2 separate regions of the Mus musculus genome follow, and region 2 is linked to region 1. A link is a contact called in public promoter capture Hi-C data. All regions are on one chromosome and are shown on one strand. The core of a region is the stretch at or near the end of the contact, and the rest is flanking DNA. Distances in the headings are between cores, read along the strand shown.

What was found. Promoter capture Hi-C pulls out the DNA fragments that hold promoters and counts their contacts.
Region 2: a contact with region 1 is called in a promoter capture Hi-C map of liver. The contact joins the enhancer-like site here to the promoter of Hdc in region 1. A contact is called at or near these places in 1 of 39 promoter capture datasets (liver), 6 of 484 Hi-C or Micro-C datasets (Sertoli cells, bone marrow-derived macrophages, brown adipocytes and 3 more) and 3 of 9 other capture datasets (adipose tissue, liver and pancreatic islet).

The regions. Positions count from the first base shown.
Region 1 is chr2:126,617,273-126,620,360 of GRCm38.p6, forward strand. Hdc (histidine decarboxylase) reads right to left here and starts at 1,406. Exons shown (of 12, transcript NM_008230.6): 1 at 1,246-1,406. The coding sequence starts at 1,297.
Region 2 is chr2:126,727,919-126,731,258 of GRCm38.p6, forward strand. Usp8 (ubiquitin specific peptidase 8) reads left to right here. Exons shown (of 19, transcript NM_019729.3): 5 at 1,242-1,404. Among named protein-coding and RNA genes, the nearest start is that of Usp8, 22 kb to the left of the region's middle. Within about 2 kb of position 1,508, at least 6 of the 459 cell types and tissues checked have an H3K27ac peak or open chromatin away from gene starts, as enhancers often do. A contact at or near this core is called in liver, where this site is marked.

The DNA of each region.
Region 1 (3,088 bases), core at 156-2,655:
GGCTTGTCACACGGCTTCCACACTCAAATAGATGCACCAAAAGAATGAAGACTAGTCAGAAAGGGAAGCAGTCATGTGAAGCCACTGCAGGCCAGTTGTTCTTTGACCCTTCAGAGGGGCTCTCTCTCATGGCCTCCCACCCTCTAGATGTGCACCTACTATGAGCAACCAGAAACCCTTCCCATTCCCCTTCTCCCTGCAAAGGAGCAAAGGAGCAGAGAAGAAAAGGAGCCTGATTTATTCCCTCTACCTCAGCTTCTGCAAAGTCCCTACACACAGAACTGGGCCTAGACAAACTGAGGCACCAGAGAGCTTGACTCCTTCAGCCCACCACAGCCTTGGGCACCCAGCACTGAGTGGTGCCCAGTAGACATGAGAGAGCTGGCACTCATCCCCAGACAGTCTCATAGGAAAATGTGTCCCACTGCAGGATAGGAACCCACACTCTCAGCTAAGTGCACTGTTGAAAAGCCACATGATACGCTAATACGCGTCTGCCTACAAAGGTTGATAGGGGAGAAGAGAGAAAAGAGATTTAAAGCAGGATAGATATTAACTTACAGCCAAGAAGTTTCATACACTGTGGCCCCTCTAGTGGAGATGAGACTATTACAAAATTACAAAGACATTCAAAGTTCTCTGTTGTCACATAGGCTTCTAAAAGAACCTTTATTTTAAGTTGATGTGTATTTCAGTTAATGCGTACTAAACAGAAGAAGCAGAACCAAACTCATCATGTCACAAGTCACTTTGTTGGATGCATCCTCATCTTCCTACAAATCCCCTTTAAGCACTTCCCTACCTGTGGACAGCCAGGCCTGAAAACAGGGTACCTGGCTTTGCTTTCCCTGCAAGCTGGTATACAAGTGGGCACTTGGCGAACGTTTAAACATGAACACTAAAAGAATAAACTACTTTACACAGAGAAATGAATATTAAGAGAGTTTGGGCTATCAAATGCTTAAGTCTTTTTTTTTTTTTTCCTATTTCATAAGGCAATTGAGTGGATCACAAATACAGATAGTTTATTTTGTGGGCAGGTAGAAGGAAACAAAATGCAAGACACAGGCAGCAATCACAGAAGTAGGCACATGAGAGGCAGGGAATGAGGGACCTGTTAAAACTCTGATCTACATCCTGTTCAAGAATTCAGGAGAAACACCACTGAAGCCAAACCGGCTCTCCCAAGGCAACTCAAACACTCACCTGCCTCCAACAGCAGGGAAGACCCACCCTGTCACTCACCTCTAGCTCGGTAGTATTCACGGTATTCACGGTATTCACAGGGCTCCATCATCTCCCTTGGATTGCTCCTCCTGGCAGACAGACAGAGGAGGCTGGAAGGCAGCTGTCAACAGGGCTTCTTGGTCGCCTTTGTCTGTGCTGTGCACTCCCTGGCAGCCAGTGCATCTCTTATTTAAGGAGTTCCCTATTCCCCTCCTTTAGCCCCGCCCCCATAAAGTCCCTTCCTTCAGGCTTAATTTCAGCCTCTCTTGTCCCCGTCCTTTCTGATTTGAACTTTGATCAACAGAATCAGAGAACATGGTGTTTTTAGACCAGTTGGGGCACCTAGCCTCCCAAGCCTACAAGCAGCTCTGGATAGACAAGGTAAAAGAGCCCTCTATCATCCCTGCCCCTGCATTCAGACCATAGAGCCCCAGCCTTGAATAAAGCTCCTAGCTCAGAGGCCAGAAATAGGCCAAGGGCATTCACAATAAGTAGCACAGAGGGTGGAGTTGCTCCTGCCCTGGCTTCTCTATGAGGTGAGGGCAGAGCCGGCTCAGAGAAGCCCATAGCTAGCCAGGCTGAGCTCAGGACAGATCAACAACAGGATATGAAGGATTCTTTTTATCCATTACTACATAGCACTTGTTCTGGGTTCTTTGCCTCGACTACTGTTTAAGCTAACGGAGGAAAAACCTGTTCAGTGCCAATAAATCTGGAAGTCCCTTTAGTGGATGGACGCTTCTACAGCAAGCAGAGCTGGAGAACAGAGCGGAGCCTGGGTGCAGCAGAGTGCGGGACACACATTCGTAAGGGGGAAGAATTGCCACTTTGTCAGATGGAAATCTTTCTGGTGACAGCAGTTATCTGTACCCCTCCTCTTCCTGAGTCGAGTACTTTTCCTAATCAACGTTTCTTCCTGACCATCTCTTACGAAAGAACAGCTTTTGAGAACTCCTCCTACGTCCAGGGCTTCTCGAGATAACACAAAGGAAGCGTACTAGTGGGGGCGGGGATGGCAGTTTCTCCTGAAATCATATTCTGGGGTGGTGTGTTTGTCCTGAACCCCAACACTGCCACAAAACAACAAAAATCCTTCGGAGTTTTCCCGAATACCAAGAGCTTTTTGTTCTTTATATCGAGGTCCCTTTGTTCCTCAGAGGCTCTGGACTGCGGATGCCTGCACCCAAGAGCTTGAACACAATCTGAGAAAAACAGTGTCTAAAGCATTACCTGTACTTACACAACAGACTTCATGGGGGGTGGTCAGGGGGAAGAATGGGAGAAAGAGCTAAAGGTTAAACAAGGGTGGGGCTCAGTGGCAAACCGCTCACCTAGCACGCCCGCCCGAGGCCTTGCCTTTGGTCCCCAGTTCCCATCTCCCTTTTTTAAAAGTACCTCTGGAGCAGATTTGAAATGTTTGCAGGGCTACCTGAAGGATAAGCACCCAAAGAAGGCAGCTCCACACCCCAAGTGTCACCCTTCACCCAACTGTCATCACATCTGTCTCGATCAAAAGTAATCATGTTTGCTATAATTCTGTGAGCCACGCCAGCAAATTAATCAAACCCAAGAAAGATGTGGGAATCCACAAAGACATAGTAGCAAGCACAGGTAGCAAACTCCTTACTGGGAACCTGTGGCTGAAGTTGGAGCCGACTAAAGAGGCTGAACTCACAGTCTGGACTCTAACTCCACTCAGTGTCATAATTGGATTGATTGAATCAGAGGTCAGGTGGTATATGCCAGGGCTTGAATGGTATATAGGAGAAACTTCACACGTAAGAAAGGGAAGAGGAGCCAGGTGGCGGCGGCACTTGACTTAATTCCCAGGACTTGGGAGGCTGAGGCAGGCAGATCTCTG
Region 2 (3,340 bases), core at 258-2,757, 110 kb after region 1:
CATTACAAACCATGTTTCACATAGCCATGGCCAGAGTTGGTTAGCTGCTGTGATTGCTGTTTTAAATCTGTCATTCAGGTTTATCTCAGCCAGTTTGCACTGCTTGCCCTTTCTCTCTGGATGTCTTATTTTCTTGCTGTGTTGGTTAGTTTCGGACATGGTGGGTTTTATTCCCTTCAAGAGTGTTAGGGTATTTTGTTCTAGAATGGTGGTGAACTTGGCTGGGTTGGATTTTATACACTGTCTTGCCTGTGGTAGTCAGCATCTGGAATGTCTTTTAAAGTTAGCTGTTTCCTCAGTGTTTGCTCTGTTCTTACTTAGTTTGGGTGTTGGCTATAGACTGGGACAACTTTATGCAAAGAGGGCTGAAACTTTGGCGCTCTGTATTAGTTTTAGCTGCCTCTTCAGCACATGAAGTCCTGGTGTTAGGAATAAAACCATCAAAATTAGAGAGTTTGACAGATGTCCTTCCCCTTCCCAGTTCTTCACCCTGCCTGCTCCTTATCTTTGTGGCAGTCCAGAGCTGTGGCTGTCTGGGGAGGTATATGTCCTTCATATACAAGTATGGACAATAGACAGTATAAGCATGCCAGAGTTTTAGTTCGTTCTTTCCTAACTGACTGGAGTAAATTATTTGTTACCCTTTTCTCTCTCGGCTCTACCTTCTCTCTTCCTTCCCTCACCACCCCATCTCTGTCTCTGTCTCCATCTCCCCTGATCCTCTTAAGTTCAGAACCAGCAGTCATTACTGTATTCACTAATGACTGGGTGAGCAATGTCTTAGGATAGCTGCAAACTGTACTCACCATAGCTTGTTTAACATTTAGCAAAATAGAAGATAATCACGTCTTGACTTTGATAATAATTCTCCAGTTGATGTGGTTAATACCTTTCTTGAATACTTGTTTTAACATTTTGATCTAAATCATCTACACAGTGAGATACTGGGAGAAGTCCTCTTCCAGAGTGAATCAAGAGTTTGTTTAAAAAGTGAAATTGTAGCAGAATTGATAATTACTTGAAATTAGTGAAAAAGCAAGAACAACATTAATAAAAAGAGCATAACATTTATTTTTCAAGGTGTTTGTCCAGTTTAAAGTACACAGACAGCCCCTGAGGGCAGATGCATGTGGTTTGTATGGGAACTCTAGCAGAATTCTCCCAAGCCAAGATGCTAAGTATGAAACATGAACGCCCTTAGCTATACTCCATCACATTAATAGGAAGCTTCTTTCAACTAGATACGAAGAGGCTGAAGTTCGGAAACAACTTGAAGAAAAGGACAGACGGGAGGAAGAGCAGCTGCAGCAACAGAAAAGGCAGGAGATGGGGAGAGAGGACAGCGGTGCGGCAGCCAAACGCTCTGTGGAAAATTTACTGGATTCCAAAACCAAAACCCAAAGGGTATTGCAAGTTTATTGTGTAAACGCTGGTCCTGTTTGCCAGGTGACCTATCTGGAGGAGGTGCACTGCCACTGTAAAGTTCTTTTGAGGCAATAGGGATACCATTGGTTGGAATTAGAATCAAAGGTCCTGACTGCAGGTTTTCCTGTGAGCTTCCACAGCAGCACTGTCCTGGTCACTGGTTACAATGTTAGCAGTCACTACAGTGGAAGGAGGGTGGCCTGAGAGGAACCATTGGATTGTCATCTATCTATCTAGTTCTGGGCCTGTGTGAGTTTTGCTTAACAACTCTTGGACTCAGGTTTGCCAAATGAAGATCTTTTTTTTTTTTTTTTTTGGTTTCTTGAGACAGGGTTTCTCTGTATAGCCCTGGCTGTCCTGGAACTCACTCTGTAGATCAGGCTGGCCTCGAACTCAGAAATCCGCCTGCCTCTGCCTCCCGAGTGCTGGGATTAAAGGCGTGAGCCACCATGCCCGGCCCAAATGAAGGTCTTAAAACGAGGTCTAAGGTGTCTTTTTCCTACTGATAAATCTCCATTAAGAGAAGGACCAGGGCCAGGCATGGTGGTAAGGTGAGTGCCTTTAATCCCAGCAGAGGCAGGTAGAGCTCAGAGTTCATTCAAGTGAGTTCCAGGCCAGCCAGGGCCACACAGGGAAACCCTGCCCAAAAAACAAAAATAAAATAAAGAGCAAAGGACTTGGTTTGCTGCTTTATTTGGTCCCAAACAGTTTTGGTTACTGGAGTCTTAGGCACACACGCCATCTATTCCTTTCTTCCTCTATTCCAGTTTTCCCTTTGTCTGTCCTGTTCAGCGTTTTATTCAATCTTCTTAGCATGTGTACAAGATGTCTTTATCAAAAGCCACCAGTGACACAATCTCTGCCAGCTGTCACTGTGCCCCTTCCTTACTTTCTCAGAATTACTCTCCTGAAGATGTAAGTGGTTTTCAGTTGTTGAACTCCTTGGAGGCTGTGCTTTGCTCCCTCTGATCCCTGTGTTTCTTAGGGGTACGTAGTGTTCCCCTGTTGCTAGTGTGGATTGCTGGTATTTGGGAGAGGTCTCACTGGGTTAAGCAGTCTGATCTCCCATTGTTGGAATTCACAGGGAGACAAACCACTAACCTTCTCAACAGGTCAAGTGGCTGCCGTAAGCAATAACCGGACTTAAAGGGGAATCTTTCATTTTGTTGCCTTTTCTTTTGTTTGTTTTTTAAGATAATTTATTTTTATTCTTTGGGCATTGGTGTTTTCCCTCCATGTATGTCTGAGTGCGGGAGTCAGATCTTGGAGTTACAGACAGTTGTGAGCTGCCATGTGGGTGCTGGTGTTAAGAGTCAGCAGTCAATGCTCTTAACTGCTGAGTCAGCTCTCAAGCCCCTTATTGCCTTTTTAGAAGTGAGTAGTCACTTTTTTTCTCTAATTTGAGACAGAGTCTCTTGTAGCCCAGGCTCACTTAAGTCGTTAAGGCTGGCCTTGAATTTCTGCTTTTTGCCTTTGCCCCAATTTCTAAGATTATAGGCCCTTGTAATCTTGCCAAGCTAATGGCATGCTAGGGTAAGCAAATGACCAGCTGTGCTACATCTCCCACCCTGTTACTGTGACGTTAACATTTGCCCACTTTGTCTCCTACACTGTTTCTCTCGCTCTCACTCTCGCTCTCGGCTTGAGTATTTGTACTATTTGAGTAGCTGCTCTGCTACTTTACTGCTAACTGCTTTGCTGCACAGTTCTCATAACTGTAGTCCTCGCCACCCTGTAAACTTAATAGTAACTCCTTAGTATCCCCGGGTGCTCAGTCTGTATTCGGATTTTGCTGTTGCCTGCATGTTAATTTCACAAGTTAATTTGTCCACAAGTTAATTTCACAAGTTAATTTGTTCACAAGTTAATTTGTTGAATCATGATGCAAAACAGTGAACTGTCTTCTGATTGTTAT